Linked DNA regions of Sus scrofa: region 2 is linked to region 1. The links are chromatin contacts, called in public HiChIP or PLAC-seq maps. All regions are on one chromosome and are shown on one strand. The core of a region is the stretch at or near the end of the contact, and the rest is flanking DNA. Distances in the headings are between cores, read along the strand shown.

Region 1 (5,674 bases), core at 700-3,199:
GGGAAGAGTGTAATGTACACCTATAGAGCCTCTGCTCTTCAATTTGACCAAGTCTAGTCTTCAGGACAATTTCTTAAAGGAGCCCCACCGTGACTTCTGGATGTAGAGATTATGGGTTAAACAGTGGTGCCAGGAAGCATCTGCCAGGGCTTAGCCTTGGTCATTGATCTTTCTAAGCCTAGGACCCAACTGTCTCCTAAAGTGCTGATTTCCCATTCCTAGTCTGGCCTGTTCTACCTAATTTTCTTGGTTTCCTTCCAGGACTGGAAGGCTTTTCTGGACTCTTGGTCATGTGGCTGAGTTCCGGGATCATGTGTCATTCTTGCCAGTCCTTTCCTTTGTGTGTCTGAACCAAAGCTTGGCTCTCTAGGAAAGGCACTTGTCACCTGGGCTCCAAGCTTCCATCCACAACAGGAATCATACCAGTCCTGCCCTACCCATAGGTCTGTAGAGTTTGGTATGCACACCTCCAGGATTAGCAATGAGATAGAATCAACACCATCTGACTTCTCTCCACTGAGCCAGCCCCAAGAGCAAGAGGAGTGTCCCCAGCCCAGCTTTGGCTCACTTTTCAGCTTCCAACAAAACCTCAGCCAAGCCTAATGCCTTTTAGGATACCTGCATCCAAGCGTATAACTAAACTCTCTACCACAAAAACATTGAGAGCAAGTCTAAGAAAAACATTCTGTAAACTTTAAAATCCCATGCACATTATGTATTAACAATAATTAGCATTGCATTTCCATTAATAGAGTAGTGATATCAGACATACCATATATAAATAAGATCTGTAAGTTTTCCTGAGATGCTGAGTACCATGGTGAGGGTTGTTTCAACAGACAACATGCATTGAATTCTAAAGCATCTATTGGCATATTTGGCACCCCAAATATCTAGTTTCACTACAAAGTCAGCAGCCCTTGGTGGACATAGATAAAATGTGTTTTGCTGGCAACATGATTTCCAATAGGCATTTTGAATAACAAGACCTGGTCATCTATTTTATATTTTTACTGCATCCAAAAGAATATGAGCCAGCCAGGATAAATAAGGGGGAATTCAGTGTAGAGAACAAAAAAAGTCTATATGGCTTTGTGTTTCTGGTGCTATCCGCAAGGGAGCATGCCCTGAAGAAATCTCCCCAAAAGAAGTTGTGCCATGTCACAATTTTATATACTCAAGTACCAAGATGCAGGCACAGTGCACTTGTTCTTGATTTAGATACCCTTGGTTACCAGAAAGGCAGAACCAGTCTGTGTATAATCATAAAATCTGCAGCATTGTGACCATGTAGAAAAGTCACTATGCTCTTTGCATTTAAATGCTGAGGTTGGCTTCTCTTCCCTGGGTCTGTGTGCTCAATATCTATTTGGCAGGAAGTTTTGATTTCATCTGCTTGGACCATTAGTTCCAGCCAGCTTATAGCCTCTTCTCCTCTATGAAATTCTTTAGCACCAAAAGAAAAATCTAAGGTGGCAAAGTGAAGCCATAGTTAACATCCTTTTATGCACATAAACATTGCCCTTAAAACATGTATATTCCACTCACAGCGAAATCATGGTAGCCAAGCAGTTGCCTTCATCCTGTGTTATTCAAAAGAATATTTGCATAAGCTTCCAGCTATCTCTTAAATCATGTTTCTGTCAAGACCTATTACATTCAGTCACAAAGTATGATTCATTCTCTATTATCCAGCCTCATGTGATTAAATCCATGACTCAGCAAAATTTCAAGCCACTGTATCATACACTTTGGAAACTGTTCTTCATTTACTAAAATGATGAACGTTCACTCTTCCCAGGCCCGGGGTCTTCCACTTAAGCTCTCCAATCTTTACATGCTCTCCCCACAAGCCACAGACCAATGACACAGACAATCCATCCCCAGGGCGATGCCCAAGAGATTGGCCAGAGCTCTTCCCCTTTCTCTCCCACTTAAGAAATCATGTCAAAAATCAAGTGAATGACAACAATGTTCTGATAAGTATAACCTGAAACACAGTCTGAACTGCCCTGAAAAAACTATATAACATCATATCCTAGGAAATAGTAAGAACCGGCAACCTATTTCACAATGAAGCTCAACACGTCAGTGTATTACAAGAGCATATTTGAAAAATGCTGGTCCATAGTGCTGGTTCATTGTCTGGCAATGGGATTTTTACAACACTTTATATGCGTTGCTTCATCCGGTTTTCACAATATTCCTGGGAAGTAAGAGAGAAACACATTATTTCCCGCATATTAAAAGTTTTATATATATGAGCATGAGTCAAGTAAGCAGTTACAAATTGCACATCATGGGCATTGAAGCTTTTGCTGTATGAACAGAGGGAAGAAAGGAAGAGAGAGGGAGGGGAAATGAAGGATGTTTTAGGATTAAGCTTGCAAGGCTTCATACAAAAGACTTTTCTTCTTCTTCGCCTACAATTAGGAAATGAGGCTGCTAGAACAGTGTTTCACAGAGTCTGTTCGACAGATTTATTTTTCCTCCATGATACTTTATAGGAAAAAAAAAAAAGGTACTGAATTCAAATAAGTTCTGGGAAACACTGCATACTATGTCTGTCTTAGATACTCGCAAGGCCCTTTTTGCATAGTAAAGGTGCTAAAAGTCCTACAGTAAAGAATCATGTTTAATTTTCTTTTCTTTCTTTCTTTTCTATTCGGGCTTCACCTGCAGTGTATAGAATTTCCCAGGCTAGGGGTCGAAATGGAGCTGCAGCTGCCAGCCTATACCACAACCACAGCAATGCAGGATTGGAGCCACATCTGCAACCCCACAGCTTGTGGCAAACCAGATCCTTAACCCACTGAGCTAACTCAGGGATCGAACCTACATCCTCATGAATACCGGTCGGGTTCTTAACTTGCTGAGCTACAATGGCAACTCCATAATTTTCTTTCATTTGCGTTATTAACATTTATTTGCCCATGAAAAACCCTGCCTCCTGTAATTCCTATTAACATGATGTAGATCTGGGTTCTGAGGAACACACTTCGAGAACTACTGCATAAGGGGTTAACTGTCTGATAGTTCATATACTCGTGTCTTACTGATGTTTTACTCACTCACTTTTATTTGAAAGAAAAAAAATAGCCAGATGCCTTATGAGAATCCTTTATAAAGGCCTCCTTTTGGATAGAACCAAAAAATAAAAATGAGAAACAAAATGTTTATCAGTTCTGTAACTCATAAATACTGCCAGTTCACAAATCTTTGGCAGAAACCACTACCAAATGCAATAAATCTTAATTAGTGTGAAGAAAAGTATCAAAGGTTGATGAACAACTTCCCTTCCTGAAAATGTGCAGTTTCCAGAGAAGTAACTAAAGCCAATTTTGCCAATTCTCACTAAGAGTGAGTAAGTGGAGAACAGGACTGTTAGCAGAGGAGGCCTTACAAGAAACAGATTTTGGCCGCCCGAGGCTAAGCAAGTGCAGAAAATGAATACCCATGCTTTAGAATTTTATTACTGTTTGTTTAATGATAACACCCTTCTTTAAAGTAACATATTTCTCTAACATGGCAGAGAGGAAGGTAATCTCATTACCTAGAGACTCTGGAAGCAAGGGTGAGCAATTTTTACAGACTGCAAATGTGGTGATGCAAGAAACAGGGAAAAGCAAAACAAAGCAAAACACGTGGCCCCACCAAACTGAACGTCCTTAGGTGTGTAACTTATCTCCAACCTGACTTCCCACCTCTGTCTTAGTTTCCTTGGGCTGCTATGACAAAACACAATATTTTGAGTGGCTTAAACAACTGGCATTTATTTTCCCATGGTCTGTAAGCTGGCAATCAAAGATGAGGGTGCTGGCAGGGTGAGTGTCACAAAGGTTCTCCCCCACCTCACCTTCTCACTGTGCTCACAGGACTGTTCCTTGATCTGAGTGCTTTCTCCTCCTCTTCCCATAAGGCCACTAATTTCATCATGAGGGTTCCATCCTGGTGACTCTATTGAAATCTAATCACGTCCCCAACACCACCTCCAAATACCTACCACCACACTGGGAGTTCAACATACGAATTTTGAGGGAACGCAAATATTCAGCCTATGACACCTGCCTTGTGCATGCAGGTGAATAATGCAGAATCAAAGTCCTCCTTTACATACACAAAACATACACAAAATCCACCCCCAACCTGTCACCAGCAATTCACATGCAGTGGAACTCACATAACACACTCCTAGTGAGGTTTGCTGCATTTTCCCCTATCACGTAGAGAGAGCAAAACATTCAGAAATAAAGATTTCTAATGAACACGCTATGGCTATGATCTTGCCAAGGGACTCACAACAGATTAAGCATCTGGATCCAGTTGCCAATTTACAGGAAATGCAGACAATAAATATGGTGATCTGCAAAAAAATTTTATAGGTCCATTTCCCCAGGATCTTTGGGATATTTATTATAATGGAAAGAAAGCCAAGGGAAAAGAACGTGTAGATTAAAAACAGTAAAAAGTCATGTAAAGTTTTAAAAAGTGGGCATGCACTCTTGGGTGATAAAATCATAGAAAAAGCAAAGTCAGGGTAGTGGGTAATGGGTACTTTCGGAAGGAGAAGAGCCATGATTAAGATGGGAAAATAAGACAAGTAAGTCCTGGGGATGCAATGTACAGGATGGTGGCTATAGGTAATAATAATGTATCATATATCTGAAAGTTACTAGGAGAGTAGATCTTAAAAGCGCTCGTCACAAGAATAAAAAAGTGTAACTATGCGAGGTGATGGAATTTAACTAAACTTACTGTGGTAGTCATTTTACAAAGGCTGCATATATTAAATCTTTAGGTTGTACACCTAAACTAATATGATGGTGGAATTTCCACTGTGGCTCAGTGGTAACAAACTCGACTAGTATCCATGAAGAGGCAGGTTCCATCCCTGGCCTCGCTCAGTGGGTTAAGGATCCGGCATTGCCGTGAGCTATGGGTGTAAGTCACAGAGGTGGCTCATGTCTGGCGTTACTGTGGCTGTGCCATTGGCTGGTGGCTACAGCTCCAATATGACCCCTAGCGTGGGAACCTCCATGTGCTATAGGTGTGACCCTAAAATAATAAAATAAAATAAAATAAAACTAATACAATGTTATGTCATTTATACTCCAATAAAAAATAAAATTCAAAAAAACAACAAAATGAAGGGGCTTCTGGGAAGGCTGCTAAAGTTCTATTTCTTGACCTAAGTAATGGTTACGAGAGAATTCATTTTATTTCAATTACGTAAGATAGATAGGTTCTTGAGATCTAAATTGCATAGTGCCTTTAACTAATACTGGATCGTGTACCTAAAACTCGGGAGTTCTCTTGTAGTGCACCAAGTTAAGAATCAGGTGTTGTCCCTGCAGTGTATGCTCTGGTGAGGGTTCGATCCCCGGCTCAGGAATTTCTGCATGCCATGGGCACAGCCGAAAAAGTAAAAGTAAATAAATAAAACTCAGCAAGAGAGCAGATTTATGTTAAATGCTCTTATTATAGATAAATAAATACACTAATAATAATAAAGGGGGTAAGAGAAAACTTTGAGAGGTGAAGATACGCTTATGACCTTGAAGGTGGTGATAATTTCATGGGTGTCTACCTATTCCCATACTCTTAATTATATACAGATTTTATAATATCAACAATACCTTACTAAAGTGATTTTTAAAATATTCTGTTTATAATA
Region 2 (6,305 bases), core at 34-2,533, 320 kb after region 1:
GCTGTCCTCGAAAGCTGGCCAGTAGCCACAGGCGCTACAATGGAGTTATCAGAAACCATATCGGTAATAGGCTTAAAGGATTTTTCATACCATGTATTAGGGTGACGGACACAGGTAACAGCTCAAACGCGGTGAAGAGCAATGCCCTTTCTGGGTCCTTGACAAAATCAGTCATGGAACAGAGGTGGTGGACAGGAGCTGAAAAGAGTGGCGTGGGAAGGGGCACAGCATGGGAGGGGGGGTAATCAATGACATGATTGACAAGAGAAGATGGTAAATTGAAAGGAGAAGTAGAGACAAGTGCTGCTAACCCAAGCTGAACTCCAAGAGATAAGTTTCTCCTCTAATGTGAGACTCCTTCTAAAGGTTCCATTGAAGTGGCTGTTTGACATTGAAATGTGCACAACCCCATTCTGATAACTGGAAAGGGAGAGGGTAGAGGAAGGAGGAAGAAGAAGGAAGATTCCTGATTACTTCTCCAGGCTGCTGCCAAGGACCTGCTGCTCCCAAAGCAGAAATTAACCAAGTGAAGGTTGAAGGTAGCAGCGTAAATGTGCAGCTCAAAAATTATTTTACATTTTGAATCCTCTTCAATGTCTAAGCGAGTCTGGCTTTGCAATGGTTGATTATCTTTAAAGAGTATAAAGGCTGACCGCCTTCTTTGTTTGCCCAGTAACACCGCTCCTCCAATCTCAGGCACTTGGCTGATTAACATTTCAATTCCAGTTGTTGCTCCCTTTCCCACTGCAGAATGCAGGAGGGACATTCCCCTTCTTCCCTCTGTATTACAAACCCCATTATTAACCGAGCGGAAAGCACCGCGCAGTGTGGCCGAGGCTAATAATAGCGGGGCTGCTTACCTTCTCCGGATCAAGTCAGCGCATGTCCCCAGCGCCCACTGCCCCGGGGCCGCAGTGCCACCGCGCCGGGCCGGTACGTGGTCAGCTCCACCGGCCCCCACCCCACCTGCCAGCTGCAGCAGCTGCTCCCGCCGCCAAGCTCCGGCCGCATGAAGTCATCCCCCGCCCCGGGCCGGATCGCCACATTCCGCGCCAGCCGCGGGGGGAGAGGGACATCTCCCGGCTGCAGGGACTGGCTCCTGGAAATTGTGACCGACGACCGCTACCCTTCCCGCTTTTAGGATAATTTTCTATTAATGCTTTTACCGAGGACGCGTCGCTGGACGGGAGACCGAGAGAGAAGAGCCAGAGAGACTTTCTCTGCATAGCGCCTTTCCGCCGAGCGCTCCCCTGTCCCTCCCGCGGCATGGACAGCTCCATTCTGCTGTGTGGGTTTCCCACCCTCTTCATCTTCCTTATCAGTATTGTTCATTTCGCTAAATTTGAGAGTGGAATTAGCTTTTAAGATAAACATTCAGATACTCCGAAAATGTTTTAAATTGGCAACCAGTTTTTCCAAACCTCTTGTATCAGGCTCTACTTTCTCCCAAGGCGGGCGCGCGCGTACACACACACACACACACACACACGTACACGCACAACCAAACCACTCACAATTATGAAAGCTGGGACCTCTCGCCCTCTTGCCTACGTAATGGAACAGGAAACTCCCAAGGGAGTGGAGAAGTAGACCCACTAGAGAAAGCATTCAAGGAAAGAGACAGGGGTAGCCCCAGTATTTTGTTGCTGTTTAGCGGAGTACTTAGTGGACAGATGTTCCCCCTCTAACACCCCCCTCGCCCCGCCCCATTTGAGAAGCCTGCTCTGGTGACAGCTATAACATTTGGAAACAAAGAAGCTGAATCCACAAGAACAGATGGCTGTATCTCTTCCTTCCCGGAAGAATTTACCAGAATTGGCTTTAGGAATAATATAAGCACATACCCATATAAGCCCTTTCCTTCTCTCTTTAATTTGGCACCAGCTATTAACAGTTCTCTTTCTCTCCCTTTCTCCCTCCTTCCCTTTCTTCGCCTCCTAAACTGATTAGATCAGCGTTTCGGGGATTTAAGGGGTGAAAAGGCCAAGGATGTGCTCTCTTTGCAGTTTAACCGGGGTTTCTTTTCCTAATATAGAGCCATTCCCAAGTAGAGAGGCTCTTTGACACTAGGGTTCTGCATGAGGAAAGCTCTCACATTCAGAGTGCTTTTGGAATCGCCCATCACTAACTAGGTCCAGGTCAGCTTTACTCTTGAATTTGTCCAGCCATCTAAACAGTATAATTGCACAAAGCCAGGACAGTACTTTCGATCTATGAAGAGTTCCCAACCCTCCGCTTAGCAGTTCCAGACTGGGAGGTAGTGTAGCAAACAGAGCTCCAGCAGGACTCCGTAAGAATTCTTGACCCTAGAATGCATGCTTTTTGAAAGGTGGAATAATCACGTATTCATCTTTCATAAAGTTAGGCCATAAATATCACCAAAGCACAGGGGATCCTTCATATATATTAAAGGGTATGTGGAATCGGGAATAGGAATATTACATCTTTAATTTCACTAACTTCTAATTGAAATTTAGCATTTAGCATTTCCTTTAAACACAAATGCAGACAACAAACCACAATAATATTAGCAGTACCTGTGACTTTATCACTAATAGATGTCACAGATAATTTCCTATTGCAGTTTTTATAGCTATCTCAAAATACCACTACTCTGTTACAATCAAGTCATCATTACCTTTTTTGTTTTATTTAATAAAGACTATATATTTTGAGAATGCTTTTAGATATACAAAAAAAATTAAGGGGAAAGTACAGGGAATTCTCAGATATCCCATTCCCAATTTCCTCAGTATTTTGGTACCTTTATTACAATTAATGAGCCAATATTAGTATAATAACATTAACCAAAGTCTGTATTTTATTCAGATTTCCTTGGCTTTTACCTTATGTCCTTAAAACTGTTCCAGGCTTCCATGCAGGACACCTTGTCACTTTTGGTTATCAAGTCCCCTTAGGTTCCTCTGGGCTATAGTAAGTTCTTAGGCTTTTCTTGTTTTTGATAACCTTGACAGTTTTGAGGAGTAGTGGTCAAATACTTTGTAGCATACCTCACTAATGCAATCTGTCTAATGCTTTTCTCATGATAAGACTGGGCTTATGGTTTACTGGGAGGACAATCACAGATATAGTGTCATTTTTATGAGGTCATATCAAGGGTATATACTATCATTGTGATTTGACTCTTGATGTTGACCTTGATAACCTGGCTGAGGTAGTGTCTCAGATTTCTCCACTGTAAAGTTGCTTCTCCACCCTTCCTTCCACACTTCACTTATTGGAAGAAAATCACCATGGGAAGTCCACATCCAAGGACTGGAGATTTATTCTCCACCTCCTTAAGGAGAGAGTAGGCACAGAAAGTATTTGGAATTCTTCTGCATAGGAGATTTGTCTATTTCCCCCCAAATATGAACATATTCTATTATTTATATCAATATAGACTCATGGATATTTATTTTATACTTGATGTTATAATCCAATACCATTTTATTTTGTTGTTCAAATTGTTGCAGCTTTGGCTATTGGGAGCTTTGTCTGTGGGCCACTTACGCTTCTTTGACAAACATCCTTTGTTGTGTGTGTGTGTGTCTGTGTGTATGTGTGTGTACATGAGTTTAGAAATGGAAAAAGAAGATGTTTAATCTTTTCTTTCAATTTGTATGAAGCAGCGGGGATTAAGTGTGTTGAATTGGGACATGACCATCACATATTGTATTGTCCTTCCTGGCATAGTTTTTATTCTGTGATGCCAGAATCACTGAAGGCATAGACAGTTTCTCACGATAATTTCCTTTCTCTATCACAGTACTTTTACCAGGTTTTCTTTGCTCACGGAAGACAATCAGTGTTGATGGTGCTAAGGAAAAAACAAAAATTAAAGATATTAAATGGCAGGAATTACTGTTTCAGATATCACAACATGGCAAGAGGCATAGGGGAAATAGAAAGAAAAAGAAAGAAAATGAAATGACATTACATCAACATATAGTGCTTGAATCTGTCTGCTTGGACCTTGACATACACCAGTCTGACAGATAATTTAATTTAATGAGTCGTGGCTAGGGTGAGGTGAAATAGATTGATTTTTTAATCTATGACTTTTCATTGCAAAAACATTTTTTTAAAATCATTCTTTGGATCATGACTTTGAGGTCTGCAATGCTTCCTTTCTGATATTCTGGAATTACAGATCCAATGCCCTAATGATATTATGAGTCTCCACAATGGCAATATGAAACCTGAGCCAGAGGCCCTGGGTGCCTAAAGATGTCAGCCTTAGAACCACTCCTTTGGGTTAAGGAGTCCTTCCAGAAAGGGCTCATTTAAATGCAAATACACCATCAGGAGAGTTAAATGTGTATCCAGTATCTCATTAGCAGCCATTAGCAATTTAGCAGAAATTAGCTTCCCAGATTTATTATGGAGAGGAGTTGTCAGGGTGATTTGGCCCATGCATTTGTCATCCACTGACTGCCAGGTCCCCTGCCCTCGTCACTATATAGGGGTCTGCCTAAAGCTGGGAACTTAGTTTACTTGGTGCATGACAAATCAATACTGTTTTATATAATTTTGAATTACAAGAAAGGGTAGAGGGAGAATTTCTATACTAATAATACGTGTGTGCTCGCGCGCGCATGTGTGTGTGTGTGTGTGTGTGTGTGTGTGATAGCTGCTCAGCTTAGGTTGATTAATCATGCCGTACAGAAATCTTGAATTTTATGGCAAATATCTACTCATTCAATGTGGTCAGCATACACAAAATATGCACAAATGTAGTTTAGGGATAACAAAGCTATAGTAATAGAAGTAGAGTTACATTCAAGTAATTGTAGATAGACTGATAATTTCCTCCATTAATATGAAAGCTCTGATACAAGAATACAAGAAAATGATCATTCATATGAAGATTGATATTCAATATTGAATGTCTATAACAGACATAGGAAAATGGAAGAAGGAAAGTGACTACAAACAGAACAGGAGCTGTTTTTTGTTTGTTTGTTTGTTTTGTTTTTTTTGTCTTTTTGCCATTTCTTAGGCAGCTCCCTCGGCATATGGAGGTTCCCAGGCTAGGAGTCAAATCGGAGCCATAGCTGCCGGCCTATACCATAGCCACAGCAATACGGGATCTGAGCCGTGTCTGCAACCTACACCACAGCTCATGGCAATGCCGGATCCTTAACCCACTGAAGTAAGGCCAGGGATCGAACCCACAACTTCATGGTTCCTAGTCGGATTTGTTAACCACTGAGCCATGACAGGAACTCCTGTTTGTTTTTTTTTGTTTTGTTTTGTTTTTTAATATGGAGTTAGTTTTTGGGCAGTGTTTTGGCCACAATTTTAGCATGCAGAAGTTTCCTGCCAGAGATTGAACCCGAGCCATAACAGTGACAACACTAGATCCCTAACTCACTGAGCCACCAGGGAACTCCATGAACTGTTTCTTTAGACACTGCTAGGAATTTTTACTGGTAATGAGTTGACATATAATACTGGATCTATATATATATATAATACAGGTTGTGTTCCATAATTGTGAAATGTATTTTACTTATATGAGATGCTTGGTAAATGGCTTATGATACATTCAATATCATGCTGTAAGTAATTATCAAATAAACCTTTTAAAAAAAAATCATCGTGTGAAGTCATGAAGAAAAACAATCCACTTCAGTAATGATCTTTAAATTTTTTAACCTTTAGATTTAAAAAAAAAAAAATGATGAAACCAAAACTTTCCTTCTAGAAAAAAGTACAGTTTAAAGAAAACTTTTCTATTGTAATGAATAGATTACTAAATAGTATTTATAAAGAATTATGTCTCTATAATTTTTCATTTTTTTAAAAAAAGGAATATTCAATTTTTCAAACCTAATTTAGGCTAATAAAAAGTGGAAATTTAAATTTGATTAAAAAGCAAATTTCAGGAGTTCTATTGTATCACAGCAGGTTAAGGATCCTATGCTGTTATTGCAGTGGCTTGGGTCACTGCAGTGGTGCAGTTTCAATTCCTGGCCCAGGAACTTCGAAATGCCATCAGCATGGCCAAAACCAAAAAAAAAAAAAAAAAGTAGGTTTCAATTAACTGTGCTTGATCATCAGAAAAGTTGATATTCATCATTCAGTAGATACTGATTACTGATGGATCATCTAATATGTGCTGCTGTTCTAGGCACTGGAAGTACAAAAGCAAACAAATAAATCTCTTCTTTATGAATCTTATGCTCCAGGGGAAAGAGATAAACATAAACACATAAATATAGCATGCTAGTTGGTGGAAAGGATCATGAAGGAGCAGCATAAATGGTGGGGACAATTATATAGGGTGGCCAGGGGACATG

The links. HiChIP or PLAC-seq counts read pairs in DNA pulled down with a chosen protein or histone mark.
Region 2: an H3K27ac HiChIP or PLAC-seq map of alveolar macrophages shows a contact between it and region 1. The contact joins two enhancer-like sites. A contact is called at or near these places in 1 of 47 Hi-C or Micro-C datasets (embryonic fibroblasts) and 1 of 2 datasets of contacts at active chromatin or transcription factors (alveolar macrophages).

The regions. Positions count from the first base shown.
Region 1 is chr4:57,652,247-57,657,920 of Sscrofa11.1, forward strand. No RefSeq gene overlaps it. Among named protein-coding and RNA genes, the nearest start is that of IL7, 30 kb to the right of the region's middle. Within about 2 kb of position 1,950, at least 3 of the 83 cell types and tissues checked have an H3K27ac peak or open chromatin away from gene starts, as enhancers often do. A contact at or near this core is called in alveolar macrophages, where this site is marked.
Region 2 is chr4:57,976,603-57,982,907 of Sscrofa11.1, forward strand. No RefSeq gene overlaps it. Among named protein-coding and RNA genes, the nearest start is that of PKIA, 100 kb to the left of the region's middle. Within about 2 kb of position 1,284, at least 71 of the 83 cell types and tissues checked have an H3K27ac peak or open chromatin away from gene starts, as enhancers often do. A contact at or near this core is called in alveolar macrophages, where this site is marked.